4 separate regions of the Mus musculus genome follow, and all the other regions are linked to region 3. Evidence: chromatin contacts called from public Hi-C and HiChIP or PLAC-seq data. All regions are on one chromosome and are shown on one strand. The core of a region is the stretch at or near the end of the contact, and the rest is flanking DNA. Distances in the headings are between cores, read along the strand shown. Region 1 overlaps Nsf (N-ethylmaleimide sensitive fusion protein). Region 2 overlaps Nsf (N-ethylmaleimide sensitive fusion protein). Region 3 holds the start of Wnt3 (wingless-type MMTV integration site family, member 3). Region 4 holds the start of Nsf (N-ethylmaleimide sensitive fusion protein).

Evidence for each region. A called contact is a pair of places that touch in the nucleus more often than the background predicts. HiChIP or PLAC-seq counts read pairs in DNA pulled down with a chosen protein or histone mark.
Region 1: a contact with region 3 is called in an H3K27ac HiChIP or PLAC-seq map of embryonic stem cells, with 8 read pairs. The contact joins the enhancer-like site here to the promoter of Wnt3 in region 3. A contact is called at or near these places in 12 of 39 promoter capture datasets (the 3T3-L1 cell line, the C10 cell line, embryonic stem cells and 7 more), 3 of 484 Hi-C or Micro-C datasets (the G1E-ER4 cell line and embryonic fibroblasts), 15 of 115 datasets of contacts at active chromatin or transcription factors (craniofacial prominence, embryonic basal ganglia, embryonic forebrain and 8 more) and 3 of 9 other capture datasets (adipose tissue, liver and pancreatic islet).
Region 2: a Hi-C map of rod photoreceptor shows a contact between it and region 3, with 3 times the contacts expected there. The contact joins the enhancer-like site here to the promoter of Wnt3 in region 3. A contact is called at or near these places in 26 of 39 promoter capture datasets (the 3T3-L1 cell line, 3T3-L1-derived adipocytes, the C10 cell line and 16 more), 11 of 15 datasets of contacts at CTCF or cohesin (CD8 T cells, the G1E-ER4 cell line, the NIH/3T3 cell line and 5 more), 349 of 484 Hi-C or Micro-C datasets (2-cell embryo, the 3T3-L1 cell line, 3T3-L1-derived adipocytes and 169 more), 66 of 115 datasets of contacts at active chromatin or transcription factors (the 230-238 cell line, CD8 T cells, the HPC-7 cell line and 42 more) and 6 of 9 other capture datasets (adipose tissue, embryonic stem cells, embryonic tail and 3 more).
Region 4: a contact with region 3 is called in an H3K4me3 HiChIP or PLAC-seq map of embryonic stem cells, with 30 read pairs. The contact joins the promoter of Nsf here to the promoter of Wnt3 in region 3. A contact is called at or near these places in 14 of 39 promoter capture datasets (the 3T3-L1 cell line, the C10 cell line, cranial neural crest and 8 more), 1 of 484 Hi-C or Micro-C datasets (Th1 cells), 11 of 115 datasets of contacts at active chromatin or transcription factors (embryonic forebrain, embryonic midbrain, embryonic stem cells and 4 more) and 3 of 9 other capture datasets (adipose tissue, embryonic stem cells and pancreatic islet).

Annotation. Positions count from the first base shown.
Region 1 is chr11:103,934,616-103,937,315 of GRCm38.p6, forward strand. All of the region lies in intron 1 of Nsf (N-ethylmaleimide sensitive fusion protein), which reads right to left. Among named protein-coding and RNA genes, the nearest start is that of Nsf, 18 kb to the right of the region's middle. Within about 2 kb of position 1,321, at least 9 of the 459 cell types and tissues checked have an H3K27ac peak or open chromatin away from gene starts, as enhancers often do. A contact at or near this core is called in embryonic stem cells, where this site is marked.
Region 2 is chr11:103,910,658-103,913,357 of GRCm38.p6, forward strand. Nsf (N-ethylmaleimide sensitive fusion protein) reads right to left here. Exons shown (of 21, transcript NM_008740.4): 7 at 2,659-2,700. Among named protein-coding and RNA genes, the nearest start is that of Nsf, 42 kb to the right of the region's middle. Within about 2 kb of position 1,419, at least 4 of the 459 cell types and tissues checked have an H3K27ac peak or open chromatin away from gene starts, as enhancers often do. A contact at or near this core is called in retina and rod photoreceptor, where this site is marked.
Region 3 is chr11:103,772,912-103,775,693 of GRCm38.p6, forward strand. It overlaps Wnt3 (wingless-type MMTV integration site family, member 3), which reads left to right and starts at 1,264. Exons shown (of 5, transcript NM_009521.2): 1 at 1,264-1,437. The coding sequence starts at 1,358. It also overlaps a transcript of Wnt9b not described here.
Region 4 is chr11:103,952,723-103,955,422 of GRCm38.p6, forward strand. It overlaps Nsf (N-ethylmaleimide sensitive fusion protein), which reads right to left and starts at 1,334. Exons shown (of 21, transcript NM_008740.4): 1 at 1,248-1,334. The coding sequence starts at 1,259.

The DNA.
Region 1 (2,700 bases), core at 71-2,570, 160 kb after region 3:
AAGACATGCATGGAAGCCCTGAAGATGACCTTCACTGTCTGCCTACACACTTGAATCATACCTAGGATAATTCTTAAGGTTGGAGACTAGATTTTGCTCATGTCCATACTTCCGGAGGACTACTCCTGGGCCTGGTACAGTGAGTGCTGGTTAATCGTAGATTACAAACCCAATTCAAACCACCCAAAGGACAAGTGTCCAAGGCAGTATCCCTTCAAGGTCATTTAGGATATCACAGAATTAGATTCAGATGACTTAATCACTACACAACTTGGGGCTAGGAAGATAGCTCTGAAGGTAGGGACAAGGGATCCACACAGCAAACTGGATGAGGAACCTAGCCATGTATGGGAGCTCTGAGTTTGGCCAAGAGCTGATATCTCAGTGGATGAAGAGTAATTGAGGGGTGATTCTTTTTTTTTTTTTTAAGATTTATTTATTATTTCATGTAAGTACACTGTAGCTGTCTTCAGACACACCAGAAGAGGGCATCAGATCTCATTGCAGATAGTTGAGAGCTACCATGTGGTTGCTGGGATTTGAACTCCGGACCTTCGGAAGAACAGTCAATGCTCTTAACCACTGAGCCATCTCTCCAGCCCCGAGGGGTGATTCTTGACATAATCCTCTTGCTTTATATACACACACAGAAGACATGTATGTACACAAATATGTGCACCTACACACATGCAAAAAACATACATCCACAAAGGCACACCACATACATATACATATTGGAAAAATATAAATCAATAAATGGAACAAAATTACTTCCATGACAGAGCCAACACAATAGAAACTTTACAAAATGGTAGGTTAACCTCATTTGTAAACCTGTTTACCTGTCAATGTCCTTTAATAGGAAGGGGGTGGGAATCTGTGGATATCATCTGGGCAGCCAATTTAAACAGATGCTACGAGGAAAGGGCCTCCCTATTAGAAGGCAGAAGCATCTGTGTTTTGGTGGTAAGCCAGGCAGGGTATCTCATTTTAAAACAAAGTGTAAGTCCCTATAAATAGTCAAGTTGTCTATTTACCATAGAAATGCCAAGGAAAAATTCCATACTTTTTTTTTTTTTCTAAAACTGACTTTGCCTCTAGGGAAAAAAAAAAATACAAGCCAAACACTACAGGCATATAGCCTTTTAAACATGAAATTATAATCAGTGATGGGTTGTTTTATTAAGGTGAGTTGTTCAAGTTACTGGAACACATAACTGCTTAAGGATATAGGAGTGTCTTCATTGTAATTTAAAATGCCAAACAGTATGGGTAGTGGGCTATAGGCCACTGGCAATTCTTAAAGAATGTCAAGGTTATCAAACAAAAGGGAACTCCAGTGGAAGTAATTATGACATCGGTCATTCCAGAGCCTTTAAACGGCAGAGAATTTGCTTCTTTTCAAAAAGAAAAAAGGGGTGGGGGGAGGAAAGTGCAGGCTTTAAGCAGGATTTTCTGGACAGTATTTCAGTTTGCCAATTTAAATAACACAGTCTTATGTAAAAGTTTCCTTTAGAAAATAGATTACTTGAGTGAACTTTTAAATCAAATAACAGCACGGTCAAATAAAGAAAAATTCAATATGAGGCAGCGAGTGGTAACGAACGCTCCTGTAATCCCAGCACTTGAGGGGTGGAGGCACGAAGATCAGGAGGTTAAGATGACCCTCAGCTACAAAGGGACTAAAGACCAGCCAGGACCACCAGAAACCCTATCCAAAAGGAAAGGGGAAAAGAAAATCAGAGTGTGCTAGCAGACTAGAAAGGGCTCATCACCAGACATTCCCTCCTACCCTGACTATAACCCTGAAGAACATGCTGTCTCTTCCTCAGGCCTCTCGCCTCAGGCCTTGGCTCCATTTCTCCAGAGGTTTGCAGATTCCCACAGGAAAGAGAGGAATACACAGAAACTTGCCCCAGGTCCAGCCTAGCTGACATGCCCCCACTCAAATATTTCTCCTAGGGGATCACTCTGAAGAACTAAGGGTTTAAAATTGCCCTTTCATGTGGGGCAGGGTGTGTGGGAGGGGAGGGGGCGTATGGCCCATGACTTCTATCTGTAATCCCAGCATTGGGAAAGCTGAGGCAGGAAGAGGAATGGCCACAAGTGTTCATGGCTGTTTTAAATGACCATCTCTGAGGAAGAGAAAAGAAACCTTCACTTTGCAACAAAGTAACTCCCAGACCTAGGACTAGTAGCATTAATGAAAACTTAGAATTTCATTTTGGAGTATCACTATCCACATTTCAAATATCACAAGTGCCTGATCTCTACCACTGCAGATGGTTCCAGTAGATACGATTGGTCCAGAGCAACATAGAAATGTTACCATAAATGGTCACCTGCAAGACCACAGAACCTCCTACACTATAAACTCCGATGATACTTGCAGCGCATGCCTGTAATCCCAGCACTTGGGAGGCAGAGGCAGGAGGATTTCTGAGTTCTGAGTTCGAGGCCAGTCTGGTCTACAGAGTGAGTTCCAGGACAGCCAGGGCTATACAGAGAAACCCTGTCTCGAAAAACAAAAACAAAAACAAGAAAAAGGGGGTTGTTTTGGTTTTGGTTTTTGGTTGGTTGGTTGGTTGTGTGTGTGTGTGTGTGTGTGGTTGGTTGGTTGGTTTTGGTTTGTTTTATGGTTTTTTTTTTTTTTTTTTTTGAGATAGTTTCAAGCAGCCCAGGCTGGCCTACAACTCACAT
Region 2 (2,700 bases), core at 169-2,668, 140 kb after region 3:
GACAGACGCCCGGACTTAAGTGGGCTGACACACGGCTGTGACGTCAGGGTGGGCAGCACGCTCTTGGAGGACTGTCTAGTGGGAAGGGTAAGACCAGCTTTCCGATCTTGCCTGGTTGCCATTCATGGTCAGTAATAAACTTCCAAACCCAACCAAACCGGTGCTCCCGCATCTAGGCTACCTGCAGCCAGTCCACAGAACTCTCTCTCATTAACCTTTAATCCAACCAAATTAACTTAGCTGCTGCAAGGAAACACCTTGTGTGCGCCAGATATAAACTCCGCTAGCTCCACAAGTGTCACTGACAGCAAGTGCTGGCTCACAGCTCCTGGGAAGTGTGTGTGAGATACGCACATTTACCTAGACCTCGGCCTACGAAGATATGTGGAATGAATCTGATGGCTTGTCACACGGAGACAAAAAACATTCTGAAGACTTTAATGACTGAAAAAGTCAGACTTACAAATTCTCTCACGATACAAACTGTTTAATATAAATGTCAGACTGCCACCTAAAGTAACTCCAGAGAACCACGCCTGTCTTGGACACAAAGAACAAGATACCTTACAGCAGGCTCTAAACAAAAAAGAGGGAAATACGGGTCTTACAAAGCCAGAGAAGAACACACCACACTAAAATATAAAAAAATAAAAAATAAATTAAAAAAATTCAGATAATAATTTTCTGGTTAGAATTTTGTAGACTAATGCTTTTCCTTTAGAAGGGGATCAAAAATATTTTGCTTATACTCTACTGCCCTCTTGTGGTCAAACTTACTGTGAGCCAAATTACTATATAAGTTCATTTTCCAACCAAAATCACATCTTCATGTAAGTTACTTGAAAACACCTACACTGTGCAAAAGTTATAGAACTGCCCTGGGATAAGGTATTTTAACAAAAGGTGTACAAAAGTAAAAAACAAGAAAATCACATCATAAATATTGTGTCAGTAATAGAACGTTATGATATGGCCTTCATAAAAATGATATTGGGGGCATTAAAATCATATTATAGAGATATATTTAAGATGCTTGAACATGTTAATCAAAAAAAAAAAGCAAATTAGGGGCTACTGATGTGGCCTGGTGAGCTAAGGCTCTTGTGGACTGACAGCCTGAGTTTAATTCCTGCCATTCACACAGTGTACATGACTCGAAAGTTGTCCTCTGACCTCCACATATGTACCACACATGCTCAGATACACACACACACACACTAATTGTATAAAATAAATTATGAATAATATACAAATAAAATCCAATTTAGAGTATGAGGTGTTTTAGTGAACGCTTGTCCACAGGCATGTGGCCTGTGCCTTTGGTCCTAGCATTTAGCTAGAGCACAGGAGCCAGAGGTCTACAAGCTGGAGGCGAGCCTGGGCTGGCGAGCTGGCTCAGCAGTTAAGATCGTGCTCTGCTCTTGCAGAGGATTAGCTGGATTCCCAGCACTTAGGCTTCGAGGCTTACACACCACCACTTCCAGGGGATCTGACACTGTCCCTCCGGCCTCCAAGGACACCGGTACATAGTACACAAAAGTAAGAGAGAAATAGCAACAAAGACTGGTAAATTATTGACTAAAAAAACAAATAAACAAAAAACAGAACAAAACAAAAAAACTGCTCCCAAACTACATTTAAACAAAGTTAAGTAATTTTGGACAAGGCTGTGTAGCCAATGAAAAACCTTCTCTATTTTATTGGGATAGACATGAACATAAATTTGAGTTAATAAATCATTATTTATATGAGCTGCTATTCTTAGAGATTAAACTGTATTGTTTTAATATATCAAAGTAAGGCTGGTGAGCAAGATCCCATCTGTTGGAAAGATCACAGTCCTCAACGGATCACTAAAGAACAGTGACGGACGATTCTGCGTTTAACACGGCAATTAGCTGGGGGGCTGACCAGTGCTGAAGGTCACAAAAGATAATGAAATTCTGAGGAGCCATCAGAGCCGGGAGAGGACTCACACAGAGAAGCTATGTGTGGGGTGAGATGGTCGGGAATGAGACCTGGGAGAGAGAAAGGGCTTGATGGGAAAGATGATGGAATCCAAGCTAAGACAGGAGGCTGGGCAGCAGCAATGGACCCATGAGAATCTGTCTGGGTAACTGCACTGTATGATGTTCACACTAGGGGAAACTGGCAACAGCTACTGGGATTCTGTGAGCCACATATACAAATCTTTTTTTTTTTTCTTTGAGACAGGGTTTCTCTGTGTAGCCCTGGCTGTCCTGGAACTCACTTTGTAGACCAGGCTGGCCTCGAACTCAGAAATCCATCTGCCTCTGCCTCCCGAGTGCTGGGATTAAAGGCGTGAGCCATCACTGCCCAGCCACATATACAAATCTTTGTGAGCCCAAAATTATCTTAGAATTTCAAACCAAGAAATGTCATTATTTCTTTTTAATTGTTTTAAGTCTGGCTATGAGCACAGGAAATTAAAATGTGCCGATGTGTTTCACATTGTTACAGGTGAACTGGGCACTCCAGCTAAAGGCTTGAGATTGTATATCAATCAGCGCTTGTGACAGAACAAGCCTTAAGGAAGGGTCTCCTTTCTCTATCACCTGAAAACCATTTACACAACTCATACGCAATATCAGAGGCATTGCCACTTCATTTGAAATTTTCTAAAACTGTGCATCTTACCGATAAGATTGAGCGACGAATTTTCTGCTTTTTCAAATGCAA
Region 3 (2,782 bases), core at 14-2,513:
GTTAAGTCCCACCATGGCTTCTCCTTTGGCTTGCTTTCTAGGTCCCAAGCCAGGAGCATTTCAAGGGCTGAATGTCTTCTGTGTCCGGGTAGAGAGGCTGAGGTACCTAGGTAAGGGGACTGAATCCTAACAATCTAGGTATGATTGGGCTCAGACTTAACTCCCAAACTGTGGAGAACTGGTAAGAAGAGTGCCCCTTGGAGGCCTGAACAGTTCCCCTTGTATAAGAGCTTCAGTAGGTCGTAGGGTGAATCTGGTGTCTGCACGGGACAACGCTTAAACACCAATCGCCAGGTTTTAGTTTCTCATCCGTAGAAGGGTCGGGAATATAGGTCAGAGACCTGGACATAGGGGAGGTAGATGTTCCTGAAGAGCCCTCGCCCCCAACCACTAATAGACAGAGCTATACCGTGTTTCACTAGTCCCAAATGCTTCCATCCTAAGATCCAAGAAACTGCAGGTACTGCTGAGGTCCGGCCAGCACGCCTGCAGGAGGAGAAAGTGACCGAATCCTCCCGCAGGAAATGCAAACGGCGGCTGGTGTCAGTTGCAGGAAATGCAAAGGCTGCAGGAGGTCGCGATACCAATCTGACTCTTGACAAAAGACTCAAATGACACTAGCTCTGTCCCCCGGCGCCGCCGGCTGGCAGACCTTCAGAGCCTCAGCGGACTCTCCCGCGCGCCCCTCGGACACCCTGGAAGCGACCTGCGGCCGGGTGGCAGGGGCCGCCAGCTCGCGAGCCCGAAAAGGCTGGAGACTGGGAGGGGTTGCATTTTCCTAGCCCCTGATCCCAGTCGCGCGATCTGGAAACAACCCCTTTGCTTTCTAGTCTCGATTCCTTACGGGCCCAAGTGCCAAGGGATCACAGAAAAGGGAGCCACCCATCAATGCCCAAGCCGACCCCTTCACCACGTGAACGCCGGGTCAAAGCTCCAGCTCCCTAAACCTGGCTCGCGTGGACTGGGAAGGGGGTGTCCCAGGCCAGCAGAGAATCCAGCGTGCCGGGTCCTCCCGAGGCCTCCGTGCGCCCGGGGCGCAGGCTTTGCCCAAGTTTGCCGGGAGATGCCCTTCCCAGAGCCGGAGTTGTGGGCCGGGCGGGAGGGGCCCGTGATTGACAGGCTGAACTACAGACTCATCTCTTACCTTAGGCCGCGGGCGCTGATTGGCTGCTCGCTGACATCCTCAAACCCGGCTGCTCGGCGCTGGGCTCCGGAGGGGGGCGGCTGCGGGTGGAGGTGCGCCTCTGACAAGCCCGAAAGTCATTTCCAACCTCAAGTGGACTTTGTTCCAACTATTGGGGGCGTCGCTCCCCCTCTTCATGATCGCCGGCAAACTTCCTCCTCGGCGCTGCTTCTAATGGAGCCCCACCTGCTCGGGCTGCTACTCGGCCTCCTGCTCAGTGGCACCAGGGTCCTCGCTGGCTACCCAATTTGGTGGTAAGACTTGCCTCTTGTCTGCCTGCGGCCCCGATCTCTCGGCCGCACCCGGGGACGGTGGGAGGCGCTGGCCGGGTCTGGGCTGCAGCAGGCCTGGGGCTCTTTTCTCCTTGCTTCCCGCTAGCCCCCCAGCCGTCCACCCCTCTTGGATCTTCTGCTGGTGTCGCCTTCCGAATCCAACTCCTGGCTTCTCAGATAATCACCATTTTCCCTGCTACCCGCCGCAGAGGCGGGAGGGCTCTCCCTACCCCTGAAGGTCTCTCGTTCTTAGTCTTCACCCTCTCCCACCCCAATTTGGGGGTCCCGAAGAACCTTCGTTTGCTCACACTTGCATTTCTGTGCTGTCCCCGCGGCCCGGCCACTCCTCTTCTCCATTTTAGGGTCTCCGTGGGTAAAATTATCCTGTCCTTTTTCGCCACCGCACCTCTTCGGTGTCTCGGTCAAGAGATTTCCCCCACAATACTCGCGTTTGCCTTCATATTTGAGACCTTAAGGGCTTTGGGAATCCCAAGCAGGGGACTTAGGGGGTATTTCAGTAGATTCTCCCCACTCCGTTCTAGATTAATTTTGAGCCTCTGAAGTGACTATAGAATTTGCTGATCCTAGATGCCATTGCTGATCCGGGTGTATTCGTTCCTTGCTTGTCCATCCCGGAGAAAAGCGAGGTGGGGGCTCTTTGAAAATGTACTTGTTTGGGAGGGGTAGGCTTGCTGGGTTTTTTTGAGCGAAAACCTAGTTCTCCATGTCAAATTCGTTGCTTTTGGAAGACGGGGAAGCTAGGAGAAAGGGCGAGGGAAGGGGGAATGCTGTCCCTGAGAAATACGGATACAAAAGGCATTTTAGTAAATAAGGCTGGGCGAGCAGGCGGAGTACTTGGAGCTGATGGGTGTGTGAAGGGATTCACTGGAAGATAAACCGCCTTTTGGAAGCCCCAGCTCCAGAGACTCCCCTGTTTTCCAAGCCTCATTGCTGCTCCTCCTCTGTAGGTCCTCCGGTGGAAGACACTAAAACCAGTTTTCTAAATTACACCCCAGCCCTCTCAGTCTCCAGCCCCCTGCATTCCGGAAAACTTTAATAAAAGAACCCTCCCCTCCTGGGCAGTGGCTAGAGCCCTGGGGGGGGTGGGAGGTGAGGAGGAGGAGGAATTTGGGACCTCTGAGTAAGAAGGAGACTGGCCCCTGGGGTGAAAGTTAGAAGTGCTACCAGGGTAAAGTGCTGCCTACATGGCCCCCTCCCTGCCTGCTACCTGCAAGCCTGCAGTATGAGGCTCAGAGCTTATAAAATACTGGGCCACACCCCAAGCCTTTTTCCAGATGCTTTGGGGTGTCTGAAGGCCAGGGGAGGG
Region 4 (2,700 bases), core at 84-2,583, 180 kb after region 3:
TGCATTTCAGTCCGACTGTGGTGGGCCCAGGAGGTAGCAGGTGGTAGGCAAATGAGAGTCAACACACACAGAAAATCACCAGACTTTGCCACTGGGGGAAAAAAAATGGTTAGAGGAAAAGTCTGTGGGGGCAGAGGGAGGGTTTAAGAGACCAGTGCATTCCAGAAGGGCTGATGATTCAGGAGAGGGGCTCCTGAGGAGGCAAAAACAGACCCTGAAATAGTTAAAAGGGTCAGCTTGAGATAAAAGGGGGATTATGAAAAAAGGAAGAGAAAAAGATGGAGCTAGTCTGATGACCTCTACCGTCTCTTTGGGACTTTAGAATCTCATGACCTACAATTCTCTTTAGACAGGACATTTACATATATGCATACATGTATGCAAACTTATTCAAATATTCAGGTGTAAGTGAATCAGTCAAGCACAACGTTAGTCTGTAATGACGCAGTTAATGTCCCCAGGTTTCGAACAGGGCAATCTCTGGGCAGGATCCATCCATCAGCGATATTAGCTCTGATGCCTACTGCAATAACAGCAGTGACCTGGCCCCATCTCTCCTCGCCAACCCCAATCCTACCCCGCCGTCCTACGAGCTTAATGGGGAAGTAAAATGTAAATCCCTGAGACTACAACACAGCCTGCTGCATTCGAATCGACTGTCATTTAGAAAAACAAAACGTGACACCCCAAGTCCATCTGCACGAAAGACATTGCTGCTTCACAGCTGATATGTTTCTCCCCAGGAGATGGTCTAAGGTTAGCCGTAAAAGTAATTTGCAGACCTCCCCTCCTCTTTTCATAACATTCATTTAGGAAGAACTAGAAATGGGTTCCCACACCCTCGCCCTGACTGCAGCAGACTACACCCCGCGGTTATCCGGCAGTGCCACCTCAGAAACCCTCGGAGGAGTGTGGAGGGCACACAGCGCTCGTCAGAGGGGGGCTCCAGTGGCCACTACCCTCAAGATGCTTGAAGGACGAGAGAAACGAGCCCCAGGGGATGACAAGGGAAGCACTGGAGACCCGGGGGACGAAGAGACAACCCTCGGGGAGGACAGAGTTTCTGAGCAGAGCTAATCCCCTGCCGCAGCTACACTGTCTCGCCTCCAGCGTTGCTCTGACCTCCCTTCCTTCAGCGTTCCTGGGTGCTCAGCCTCGCGCCCCTTCCCCGGAGCCCTCGTGGACCTCGCAGCAGTCGCGACCTCGGGCGATCCGCTGCGAGCCCGGGCTGCCCGGCCGCCACTCACCCGGCCCGCCATCTTCGCGGACACGTCCGGCTCCCAGGTTGCAGCTCCGCACTCTGCTGAGCCCGCCTCCGCCGCGCGCGTGCTCGCCGGCAGCCGGCCCTCGCGCAGGCGCGCAGCCGCCGGGAGGCCGCGCCCGCGCCCGGCCGCGTCCCCGACGCCCTTCCCCATCCCGTGCGAGCGCGCAGTCCGAGCACCGCCATTTTGGCTGAAGACAAGCTGGCCGCCTCACTGCTACCCGGTTTTCACAAAGCTGGCCACGTGGCCTTTTAATGGACTTTTAGCTTTCTGCTTCCAGACCTCTTAAAACAGAATGCGCCGAGAAAACCCCGCGTGGTTGCTGGCCTTTCCCCCAAAGGGGACTGTGGAGGGGGCGCGCAATAGCTAAAAGCTGGTTCTGAATTCGGATTCTATTCGAATCCGAGCTTTTCTTTGCAGGCACACTTGTTTTGAGAGTGAATCATAATTATATATGCGCTAGCTTTATAGTTCGATATTTTCATTTATAAGCACAACTTCTATCTTTTTTAAGGTGTTTGTTTGTTCGTTTGTTTTAACGTGCATTGGTATTCCGCCATCCACCTCTGCATGTTCAAAACTCTATTTTGAGTCCTCAGGAAAAAAAAAAAAACAATGCCACAGAAAAACTAAAATGATTTGGATAAGACAAAATACCAGAAGATAGTTCTATAAGCAGCACAGCAGTAAAAGTCTCACACAGGAAACAAGACAGGTGTACCCTGTCCTGCCAAGGCTGAAAGTGAGACTTTTAGCATGTAGCAGGACTTCAGGGTTAAGGAGGAATGTTTGACATAGCCTCCTCATATCCGTTCCCTTATGTCCTCTTCAGCACTTTTCTCTAAAGTACTCTTGGGTCCCCTTACAAATATATAATGTCATTTAAAATGTATGCAACATGTAAAAATAAGACATGATATCTATGAGAATACATGAGATATTCAATAAGATTACTCCCTAAAAGGAAAAGTAAAGTTGGAGGAACCCTCTTAGAGGAAAGTCTCTGGGATGGAATGGGTACCTCTTCCTGGGAGCAAACCTGAAGACCTTGAAATACTCTAAAAGGGAGATACTAGGGGTAGGGGGTGCAGCCTAATCAGTCCTGAGAAGCACTCAGCAGGCCCAGGGAACAGCAAACAAAAGGGTGTACACACCGACAGGGATAAAAGGGAGCTACAGGGGTATTTCCTATGCTAGGGTGGTCAAGATAGGGACCAGTTTTTAGTAACTGGTAAGTCAGTAAGTCAGAACCATTCACACTATCAATATCTTCACTGTAATGAGTGTCTCTAAGAAAGGACTCAGAACTAAGCAAAAATTATATTTGCTCAAGAGTTACCTCTCTTTCCAAGAATTCTGTACAGGATCTACGTTCTTATATCATCTTAGCATTGAAATTCTACTCAAGTTTTGCATCTGAAAGATTATTAAATTCATT